4 separate regions of the Mus musculus genome follow, and regions 1, 3 and 4 are each linked to region 2. Evidence: chromatin contacts called from public Hi-C and HiChIP or PLAC-seq data. All regions are on one chromosome and are shown on one strand. Each heading gives the region's core, a stretch centred on a gene start, on an enhancer-like site or on the middle of the called end of the contact. The rest is flanking DNA. Distances are from core to core; before and after follow the strand shown.

What was found. A called contact is a pair of places that touch in the nucleus more often than the background predicts. HiChIP or PLAC-seq counts read pairs in DNA pulled down with a chosen protein or histone mark.
Region 1: a contact with region 2 is called in a FOXA1 HiChIP or PLAC-seq map of pancreatic cancer cells. The contact joins the promoter of Lpar2 here to the promoter of Mast3 in region 2. A contact is called at or near these places in 2 of 39 promoter capture datasets (liver and pre-B cells) and 1 of 115 datasets of contacts at active chromatin or transcription factors (pancreatic cancer cells).
Region 3: a contact with region 2 is called in an H3K27ac HiChIP or PLAC-seq map of microglia, with 4 times the contacts expected there. The contact joins the promoter of Sugp1 here to the promoter of Mast3 in region 2. A contact is called at or near these places in 1 of 39 promoter capture datasets (liver) and 1 of 115 datasets of contacts at active chromatin or transcription factors (microglia).
Region 4: a contact with region 2 is called in a Hi-C map of B cells, with 12 read pairs. The contact joins the promoter of Unc13a here to the promoter of Mast3 in region 2. A contact is called at or near these places in 2 of 484 Hi-C or Micro-C datasets (B cells and embryonic stem cells), 2 of 115 datasets of contacts at active chromatin or transcription factors (embryonic stem cells and forebrain) and 1 of 9 other capture datasets (embryonic stem cells).

What each region holds. Positions count from the first base shown.
Region 1 is chr8:69,821,234-69,823,972 of GRCm38.p6, reverse strand. Lpar2 (lysophosphatidic acid receptor 2) reads right to left here and starts at 1,408. Exons shown (of 3, transcript NM_020028.3): 1 at 1,262-1,408; 2 at 1-419. The coding sequence starts at 410. Gmip (Gem-interacting protein) reads right to left here. Exons shown (of 21, transcript NM_198101.1): 21 at 2,103-2,739.
Region 2 is chr8:70,791,066-70,793,765 of GRCm38.p6, reverse strand. Mast3 (microtubule associated serine/threonine kinase 3) reads left to right here and starts at 1,333. Exons shown (of 26, transcript NM_199308.2): 1 at 1,333-1,540. The coding sequence starts at 1,452.
Region 3 is chr8:70,041,352-70,044,051 of GRCm38.p6, reverse strand. It overlaps Sugp1 (SURP and G patch domain containing 1), which reads right to left and starts at 1,265. Exons shown (of 14, transcript NM_027481.3): 1 at 972-1,265. The coding sequence starts at 1,005. Mau2 (MAU2 sister chromatid cohesion factor) reads left to right here and starts at 1,318. Exons shown (of 19, transcript NM_001376946.1): 1 at 1,318-1,660. The coding sequence starts at 1,367.
Region 4 is chr8:71,670,382-71,673,081 of GRCm38.p6, reverse strand. Unc13a (unc-13 homolog A) reads left to right here and starts at 1,325. Exons shown (of 44, transcript NM_001029873.2): 1 at 1,325-1,456. The coding sequence starts at 1,435.

The DNA of each region.
Region 1 (2,739 bases), core at 159-2,658, 970 kb after region 2:
CTGTGTAGCTGTACCGCCATCACACTGCGGTGCCGTTCCACAGCGATGGCCAGCAGTGTGGCCACTGACGCCGTGAGGCTGGTGTCCAGCAGGCCCTGTCGCAGGAACCAGCCTTTGATGGAGAGCCTGGCAGTGCGTGGGCCAGTATGGAACATGAGGAAGAGGTAGGCCATGCCAGCGAAGAGGTCAGCCGCAGCCAAGTTGCCAAGCAGGTAGTATATGGGCTGGTGGAAGCGTCGGTTGGAGGCGATGGCTGCAATAACCAGCAGATTGGTCAGCAATACCAGCACACTGACTGTCAGCCCCAGGGCCACCACCACCACATCTTTGGGGCGCCAGTGAAGGCTGAGCTCCTTGCCGCTGTTATTATAGAAAAAGCCGATGGTCTCGTTGTAGTAGCACTGGCCCATGATGGCTGCCTGTGGATACAGAAGACAGATCAGTGCAGGTGGCCCCTGATGGAAGGGCACTTGAACAAAGCAGTGGCCAGAGACTAGAATCAAGATTGGGTGAGTGCAACCTACAGGATCAGAGGCCCTCTGTGCAAGAAGTCTGTGCTGAAGGCCAAAGTGACCTTTAAAAAGCAATTTCTATTTATTTACTCATAAAGCAGGGTCTCTCGATGCATCCCAACTGACCTAGAACTTGCTTTGAGACCACACTGGCCTCAAAATCAGAGATCCACTAGCCTCTGCTGAATGCTGGCATAACAATTTAAAACGGTTTTCTGATCGGCTTTTCTTTTCTTTTTTAAATCTTAAGAACCCAGAGCAAATGCATCCACATTGCAATTCAGTGCCACGTGCCACTAATCCGTGACTGGGTTGGACACCTGTGGTTTTCAATGGGCGTGGGTGGGTTGGCTGGGGCAGCACAAAGGCGGAGTGAGCTGCTGGGGTTAGCCTTAAGAAGATCAAACTTGTGCCAGGGTCCTTGCACAGTGCAGAGGCCAGGGGGTGTGTGCACACCAGAGCGAGGTCCGTGGTCAACACCCGGAGGGCAATGCCAAGGCACTGAGGGGACTTAGCGCGAGCAGAGTAGACAGAGACCGCCCAGAAGTTGAGTTACAGGCAGGATTCCGCGCAAGAGCTCTGAAAGCAGTCCATTCCTGGGTGGGACTGAGGGCCAAGAAGGCCTCCAGGACAAAAGAGGGTATTGCAGACAACCCTGGGCTAGGAGAAGGATTGTGGAGAAGAGGGGGCCCCGCCTCGCTTTCTTCGGTGGCCTGCACCCACCCTAAACCGGTTGGTGTTGGTCTTACCTGCACATCCAGTCAAGCGGCAGATGGGGCTGGCTCGCGGTGGGTTGAAGCAGGACTGAGACCCATGGCCGGGCAACCGAGCGGTTGCGCAGCAGCGTCCGGTGTTCCTGGAGCCCCCGGCTGAGGAGGCGGGAGAGGCGGGACCTCAAAGCCACGCCCCCACCTGCCTTAGCTCTTGGCCCTTGGGGGTGTCCCGCCCCCTGGAAAGTCCCACCCCCACGTCGGAAGTGTGATCTCCTGAAACTGTGGTCATTTCACCGCCTCCCCACAGCCCCCTTTTCCCACGTGGGGCACCCTTTCTACTCCCCCCCCCCCCCCCCCCCGCACATCTCACGTGCTTGCCCTTTCGCGCCTTTGGGGCTGAGTCACCTGGCAGTTGAAAAGATCCACAGCGGGGGGGGGGGGGGCTCTGCGGGCGCCCCCCCCCCCGTTTCTGTCCAATCCTTTACCGAGCTGCAAGCCCCGCCCCACTGTTCCGTGGTCAATCTCCCGGCTGGACCCTCGCCCCACTGCTGCCGCACTACCTTGCTTCCCGAAGTCTCGCCCCAGCCTGCCGCTGGCTCGAGCCTGCAGCAGCCTCCTCCCCTGACCTCCCCCGGTTCGCAGCACACAGCCCCATTGTCCCGATTATCTGCACCGAGTTGTATTTGATTGTGTAGAACCGGATCAGGGACACTGAGCTGAGTGACTCATCTTGGGCTCCAGGCCCTACACTAATTGCCAGTAGGTTTCCCAGGGTGTGTTTAGAAGCCTTGGTTCCATCATCTGGCCCTTAATAAAGGGTTAAAGACGCTGCTCTTACTGGTGACTTATTGTCAGCATTCCAGCACAAAGACAAATGTGCAAGAACAGACAAGATTTATCTTATTTTATTTTGTTTTTCTGAAACAGGGTTTCTCTGTGTAGCCCTGGCTGTCCTGGAACTTTCTCTGTACACCTGGCTGGCATAAAACTCAGAGATCCTCCTGCCTCTATCTCCTGAGTGCTAGGATCAAGTAGAGGTGTGTGGCACTACCGCCCAGCGGATTTTTTTTTTTAAATTAAAATTTTCTTTTATTTGTGCATGTGCACAGGTCAGACAATTTGTAGGGATGGGCTCTCTCCTTCCACTAAGTGGCTCTGGGAGGTCCAACAAATGTGAGGCTTTACAGCAAGCACCACTGCGGTCAGCCCTCCTGCCGGCAGCAGGATATGGTTTTATTTGGAGGTTGTAAGAACACAGATTTAGCCAGCACTTGGGAGGCAGAGGATTTGTGGCTCACAAAGGGAGCTCCAGACCAGCCAGAGCTACACAGTGAGACTTAGCTTAAAACAAACAAACAAACAAACAAATTAAAAGGAGACAGGGCTGGGCTGCAGCCACCTGCTAACTTGGGAGTCTGTTACTGCTGCAAGTGTAGTAGGGCCAGGAGCCATTATGACTGAAATAGTCAAGACACCCGTCTCAGAGGTCAGAGACTCGGGTAGTCCCCAAGGAT
Region 2 (2,700 bases), core at 84-2,583:
TGTTACCACCTCCAAAAGTGTGGTGAGGGCTGGGATGGAGCCCTCCATGCCAGGCAAGCATTCTGCCAGCACAGCTATATCCCTCTTTCTTTGAAGTTACTCTTTGACATTCTTCATCTGTCTCCTTATCTGAGATCAAGGACTACCTTGAAGTCACCCCTAGATGTCCCAGAGGCAGGTAAACTGTAAGTGTTCAATAAATGTTTATCAAGTGAATAAATGACTGGATATGGGTTTGTGCTGCAGCCAGCAGCATGGGAAACGCCTGACGTGGCAAAGAGCCTGGAGGAGACGTGGCAGAGTCTCAGAGTGACTTGACAAGGATGAGTTGGGGAAAACCTGGGTGCATGTGCCTCAGTTTCCCCAGCTATCTTCTTGCACCAAATATAGGATCTGAGCTTCAAATCCGAGCAAGGCTCTGATCCGGTGTCTAAAAGTCCAGGGAGTCGGGTGCTGTCAGAATGACCACTGGCTACCTAGGACCTGGGGGAAAAGGACATATTCCTTTGGTTTGTAGTATATATGACTTATCGCCTTTGGTAATGGCTTTCGTGGCCATGCACACTGCGTTCATCGCAGACATCATACAGATGGGAAGGAAAGGGGAAGAGCCAGGCAGGGCTAACACCTCCAAGTCAGAGGGCAGACCCGTCACAGCCTGCACTACTAGCACCGCCAAAGCTCTACTCCGCCGTCCAGGCCCTAGCAACGCCCCACCTGCTTGTTGTGGCCCTAGCGACGCCCCGCCCTCACCGCGCAGTGCCCTAGCAACGGCCAGGTAGCCCCGCCCCCCCAATGCTCAGAACCATAGCAAAGCCCTGCCTGGGCTGCTGAGGTCCATAGCAACGCCTCGCTCTCCTGTCAGGGTGCCTCTCCTGGTGCTTAGAGCTCTAGCAACAACCTGCCTGTGTTGCTGAGGTCCATAGCAACGCCCCGCCCTTGCTACCTAGAGCCCTAGCAACGGCCAGGTAACCCCGCCCCCTATGCTCAGAACCCTAGCAAACCCCTGCCTGTGCTGCTAGGGGGCCTAGCAACGCTCACGTTAGTCCCAGAGCCCTAGCAACGTCCACTACGCCGCGCCGATCTGCTCGGGGCCCTAGCAACGCCCCGCGCTGTCCCTCAAGGCCCTGGCAATGCTGGGCACCGACAGGCGGGTTCTAACTGCGCTCCATCCCAGCGCTTCCGGCAGAGCTGTAGCAACAAAAGCTCCTTAGTTGGGGACCCTAGCAACGCCCCGCCTAGCACTGTAGCAACGCCTCGCCCCCCTTCCTCCTCCATCACGACGCCACGCCCCCTCAGGCTCCGCCCCGTGACTGGGCGGGGCTCCCAGCCGGGCTTCCTCCTTGCTACCGCGCGCGCTCCTTGTTGCCCGCGGCCACTGGGCCGCTCTACGGGGCTCAGGCCGAATCCGGCCGATCTGGCCGAGGCCCGGGCAGACGGAGGGCGGCAGCATGTCCGACCCCAGCTACTGGACCGCGGTCGCGGCCCCGGGGCACCGCAGCCGCCTGGCCAAGGGTGCGCTGCTACAGCGTTCCAAAAGGTAGGGACGGCTTGGGGCGCAGGGTCTAGCTGTGGACGCCGGTATTTGAACTTGGGACTCGGGCCTTGCAAAGCGATGAATTTGGGAAGAATGAAGCAGTCTGTTCTGGACACTCAGCGGAAATGTTGGCGCAGATGCAAATACTCATGGCCCAGACTGACGAGTGGGTGGCAGGTCTACAGCCAAGAAGGCATGCTTCTCCTCGGCCCAGGTCCTCCTTTGCAAGGCACAGAGGCCAAGAGAGATGGTGCCTCAACTGTCGACCCAGGTTCTAATTGTAAGATAGCTTTTACCGTGCGGTGTGACTCCAGGTAGTTCTTCAACCTCTCTGTGCTTGTGTTTCTCTGTATTTAGGTTAGCATAGTTGGGAAAAGTCTGAGATGCAAGGACCCTGAGTGCTCGATCCAAAGCTTCGACTGGGCCTTGAGATAGTGTGGTGCCTACCATGGCTTACAGGCCTTTTAGAGCAAGGAACAGTGTAAGCAGTTGGCATTTAATGTGTGCTCAAGTGAGATGATCCAGGTTCTCTGAGGCGTCCAATATGGTTGTTTTCAAGGTCTTGTCTAAGCATAAGGGAAAGGAACCAACCAGTCTCATTGGCTACCGGTGCAGGACCATGGGACAGCAGGGCAGGGAGAGGATGTGGCTGCCAGTGTGTGTCGTGTGCAGAGGGGGGGCGACAGGAAGTCTTGCAGGGCCCTTTGGGTTCCGCTTCTGCACCCACACTTCAGCCTAGGGGGCAATTCTTTACCCTCTTGGTAGCTGGTAGCCCCGATTTCCCTGTGTGAAGAGCAGGTACAGTTGGTGGGTCCCCCAGCTCAATGCTGGTTTGTACTGTGTCCACACCTGTGGCTTAGCTGACTCTGGGGGCGTGGCCTCCTGTAGGCAGGCTCTTAGAGCATAGGTCCCCCAAGGCCAGCTTCACAGGGTGTGTTGATTTTGTGCACCTTCTGGTTGTCCTGATGGGGAAAACAGAGCCTCCTGCAGCAACAGACAGGCTGGGCTCAGCTCCCTAAAACCTATGCCCTTTGCTGCCTGCGGCACCTCCTATCTTGGCCTGCAAACTGCCCTTCTGTTACCCAAAACCCTCCCTGCCTCCTTAGGGCCCCTCCTGTCGCTCCCTCCCTGACACTTTTACAGAGCTGCGTTGGTGGAGGGCT
Region 3 (2,700 bases), core at 16-2,515, 750 kb after region 2:
TCTCGTCAGCCCTTAAATTCTAAATGTTGAAAGCAAAACTGACTCCCTAGACACTACCAGAGTTGACACCCCTAATTATTTCCATTTCATTCATAACAATCTCCAAGGAGACAATCCTAGTCCACTCTGAGGCCTATCCAGCCTCTGTGGTGAAACCTCTGCCTTCCTATAGACAGCATCTACTCATATGGAACATCTTGTACTCAAGAAAGACTTTTCATGGAGCCAGAGAGATGGCTCAGAGGTTAAGAGTGCTTGTCACTCTTCCAGAGAATCCAAGCAAACATCCAGGTGGCCTACTATAACTCCAGCTCCAGGTACTCACACACAAAGACATAAAGACAAATGGATTTTTAAAAACTGTTAAGCCTTCCCTGACCTTCAATATATTAGCAGCATCCAACCTCACGTCACGAGAACTAGTTCTTTGCAAAATTTGCTTCCAGGTGCACTGACACGCAAGCTTAGCACAGCGTTTGGCACCCAGCAAGTGTGGAAGCATATGGTGAATGGGCAAATGCATTTCATCCTAGGGGCACAGGGAGAGCTAAACCCGTAACCGTGGGAAACCGCCCTGGCTGACCCAGTGCAGTTCGGAAACGCACATTTCCCACAAGGCAGGACCCAAGCCAAAGGGGACCGGAGGGGCAGGAGGGATGTCCCAGGCTGTCCGCTGTGGATGCCACCGGCCCGAGAGCAGTTTATTGGGAAAGCCCATGCGGTTCCCACCCGGCGCCCAGGCCTTTGAGGGAGACCAGGAGCGCTCCTCAGCCACGGGCGGGGGTTGGGGGGCGAACCCGAGTCTGGGGTCTCGGCAGACCAGAGAAGGGCACACGCAACGTTACTGTAAGTTTCCCTGGGGCTGAGGCGAGAAGTCCGCGTGTCAGGTCCGTGACAGAAAGTAGGGTGAACAGGAGACGTGCAGTCGCGAGAACCCAGGCGGGCGGCGAAGGGAAGTCGGGGGATGTTACCTGCAACATCCCGGTTGTCCATCTTGAGACTCATCCAATCCCACAATGCTCCGGCGCCACCTGAGAAGAGGGAGGCTCTGTTATAGTGCGCTTGGTCTGATGGTAAATGTAGTCCTTCTCCGACAATCTCGTCCAACCCCCTTCTAGGACACCGGGCGTCTTCTCCACAGAAACGCCGGCGTCAGTTCACGAACGTGTATTACTCTCAGTTACGATGATGCAGAGGTATCATCCTCTCCTCAGAGTCTTCCTCAGTCGGAGCCACTTCGAACACACACCATAAGACCCAGAAGTCCTTGCGTAGCAGTTCTCGCGAGAATTGCGGGTCGCCAGGCCCCGCCCCTCAAGGTGCTTCCGCCTCTCTGTGGAGGCGGCTTGTTGTTGTGCGGGCCAAGATGGCGGCACAGGCGGCGGCTGCGGCGCAGGCGGCGGCTGCAGCTCAGGCTGCCGCCGCACAGGCCGCACAGGCCGAGGCAGCCGAGTCGTGGTATCTGGCTCTCCTGGGTTTCGCCGAGCACTTCCGAACATCTAGCCCGCCCAAGATCCGCTTGTGCGTTCATTGCCTGCAGGCCGTGTTCCCCTTCAAGCCGCCTCAGCGGATCGAGGCCCGGACGCACCTGCAGCTCGGCTCGGTGCTTTACCACCACACGAAGAACAGCGAGCAGGCGCGCAGCCACCTGGAGAAGGCGGTGAGTGTGCGGGCCAGGCGGGCGGGCCGCGGGTACCGGGGACTCGATCCTCTCCGCCTCGTCGGGCTTGGGACTTCCGAAGGCCTCGCCCTCACCTGCGGTGACAGACGCGGCTCCGCCACGCCCTCTCACCCGGGAACCGGGAAAGTTGTCCCTCTTCAGCTACTTGGTGCTTGCATCGGGGACCCTCCTAGTCGGGTGGCCGCGGGAACAGGACCCAGAGCGTCAGCCTAGAAGCACCTACCTAAGGAAGAGATGCGAGCTCCCTGACGTGTGAAAGCGAGGTCGCAGGAAATCTGAAAGTCCAGGACTTCTGACAGTCAGGTGTCTAGGTCTGGAGTCCCAGATCCTTGTGGCATGGATATTGGGGAAGGTGAGGCCTTCAGCCTCTTGTTGAACGTTGTTGCCTTGTGAGGACCTGAAGTGCAGAAAGTAGCTTCTAGAGTCACTTGCACCTCGGGGGTCTGGAGGTCAGTCTCACTGTTGGTGGCTTCTTCTCCCACCACGAAATGGTCCATCTTTGAAAGAGTCCCCACTCCGCCTCCAACTTGATTTGTGACGTCTTGGTGCTTCACAGAATTTCAAGAGGTAGCTGTCATTCAGCTTCTCAGTAAGACTTGTTTCTTCTCATGGCAACTGTGTCTCTTCCACACCTCCGCCTCTTTTTTGCCATTTTCCTATCTTTGTTTCCTTGACTATTCAGATGTTTAATGTTCTGACCTGCAGACAGTCTAGTAAATTGCCTTCAGGAGGGGATCAAAATTCTTGTTTCCCACACTGTGCATAGTTAGAGCTTCTAATCCTCACTGAACCAATAAACTTCCTTATTTCAAGAGTGAAACCGTATAGGCTTAGCTAAGTAAAGTGATTTAGCAAAGACCACACTGTGTGAAGTTTGGGTTTTTTGTTTGTTTTTGTGTTGGGGGGGGTTGTCGTGGTCTTACACGATGTAGCAAAGAATTGGTCTCAATTCCCAGCTGTCATCCTTCCTGGCCACCCAAGTACTGAGATTACAGGCATAGTTGCACATACCTGTGATG
Region 4 (2,700 bases), core at 76-2,575, 880 kb before region 2:
AGCCTACAGGAGGAGCTGCTGATACATACCTCCAGGCCCTTCTCCAGGAGCTGCCAGTCTAAGCTGTGAGCTTAGGGCCAGTAAGACACTGCTACCAACAGCTACAATGATGAATAAGTGACCTGTGCATGAGGAACAGCATCCAGGGTTGTTCACTGGGCTTACATGCACAGGTGTGTGTGCTCAGACACACTCACATACACACACACTATCAGATACAGACACATACACTCAGACACACAGATACACAAACACACACTCAGACATAAACACATACAGACACACTCATACACACACACTTATACAGACACAGACACACAAGCACAAACACACTCACATAGACACATACAGACACACTCACACACACAGACACATGGACACACACAAACATACTCACATGCACACACAGGCACATGCAAACTCTGTCTTACACACACACACACACACACATTCCACACATGGAAAAAAATCAAGAAGCTCTGCACAATATCCCAGTGAGCTCCTCCTGCCAAGCCTGAAGCCATGAATTCTATTCCTGGAACCCACATAGTGGAAAGAGAATCAAGTCTGGAAAGTTGCCTTCTGATCTCCATGGGCGCTGTGATATGTGTGTGCCTCATTTCTACACACATAAACAATGTAATGTATAAAAAAAATTTTAGATTTATTTTGCTTTCTGTGCATGTCTGTGGATGGTTGGGAGCTACCATGTGGGTGCGAGGAACAGAAGGCTGGGGTCTCTGGAAGACCAGCTGGTGCTCTTAACCTCTGGGCAGCTCTCCAGACCCAATAAACGTGTGTTTTTTGTTTGTTTTGGTTTTTAGAGATAGAATCTCACTATGCAGACTAGGATGGCCACAGACTCGCAGAGATCTATTACGTCCATGGCCCGCAAGAAGTAAAGTTATAAAATGGGCAGAGATATGTGCCTGTGGTAGAGTATATGCCTCATACGGGGAAGGTAAGGCACATGTCTCGCAAGTGTCAGTACCCGGATTAAAAAACAAACAAAAAAACCAATAAACAAACAGCTTCCTGCGGCACTGAAGATGGGGAATTGACAGCAAATAGCAGTTCTGTTACCCAGGAGAATGTAAAACAAGAGCACAGGTTAGGTGGCTCAGAGAGGAAATAGAAACGTGGAGACCTAGGTAGGTGGAGCACGGACAGAAATACTCATCGAGGCTGAGCCAGAAAGCAAAGGGCTTTGAAACAGATACGACCTGGCCTGGACTCCCCGCAGTTTACGAGCCCTTTAAGGCGTCTGCCCGGCCCCGCCCCGTCACGCGTCTCCGGCTCCGCCCACGCCGCAGCGTCAGAGCGCGTCAGGCGCTGTCCGCGCCCCCGGTGCTGAAGCGACATGGCCGGCGGCCGGGCCCCGGCATAAGCCCTGAGCCCCGCGCTGCACCCGCCGCGCTCTAGCCGCCTGGAGTCATGTCTCTGCTGTGCGTGGGAGGTAGGTTCTGCGTGGACGCGGGAAAAGTGCGGGGTGTGCGTGGATGAGCCGAGTCGGGCTGCACAGCAGGGGGACCCCCGGTGCGCGCTTCAGGGCGCACTTGGATCAGCCCTAGGTGCTCTTCCTGTCACTCACACGAGTGGATGAGGGACTCGGGGCGCCTGTGTAGACGGTTTATAGGCCCTGGTTGGGGCTGAGGAGACGGCGGACCGTGCGCGCGAGGGTGGGGCGTTTAGGGGTAATGGGCCCGGACTGAGCGTAGGAGCAACCTCTCCGATCCCCAGTATGCCCTAAACAGTGCAGCAGGCTCCGCGGAAGCTCGTGGCTCCCTCTTCGCCTCACCCCTAGGGCTGGAGGAAGGGAAGGAGATGTGGGGGAGCAGCTATTTTGGGGCCAAAACGCCATCTGCACCGAGGCCCACGCCCAGGCCCACGCTCCGCATTTGGAGAGTAGGGAGGGAATAACGGGAGAGGTGTGACCCCTGCACCCCTCGAAGTTCCGGGTGGGGCTAGGCACGGCTGCCAGGTAACTCTACAGCGGGAGACCTTGGGCGACCGACTGGCCATGTAGCGATGCGTGCCGATACCGTTGTGAGCTCTAGGTTTGGAGGGTGGGGGGTGAACCCCCTACTCCCTTTCCCCTTCCCACCTCCAGGAAGCTGTGTAAGGAAGAGGGCGAGTCTCCATCCCCTCAGAACCCAGGCGGCGGGAGACCTGGGCGGCGGTGTGCGGATTTGAGCTCCGCGGCTGTGTAGCCCTAGATGGCCCCGCCCCTCTGCCCCTCCCCCTCCCTGTCCCCCCCTCCCCCTCCGCTCGCTGCTCCATTCACAAACCCGGCCCAGCCCGCCCGCGCCCCGCGGTGCATCGCTCTAGTCTGTTGGACGCGGGTGTTCTTAAAGGAGCAGGAACTCTTTTCTCTGACCCTGTGCCTCGAAGGTTCCGACTGCCCAGGATTACTGGGTATCCGCGGCTTCCAGACCTGGGAAGTAAGCGGAGCTGAACGTGAAGGGGATCCTCACCTCGGGAGCTCCCTGAATCCCGTGTCCTCCCATCCTGCCTCCTGGGGCGGGGGGGGGGGGGCGCGTCACCCCAACTCTGACGCAAACCGGAGGCTCAGCTGTGGGGGTGGAGGGCGTGCAGCCTAAGAAAGGAGGCTTCCAGAAAGCCAGGCCCAGGAGACATTTGTACTGAATTCCCTGGATACCATGGTGGGCAGAACAGGGAATGAAGGGTAGGGCTCTGGGG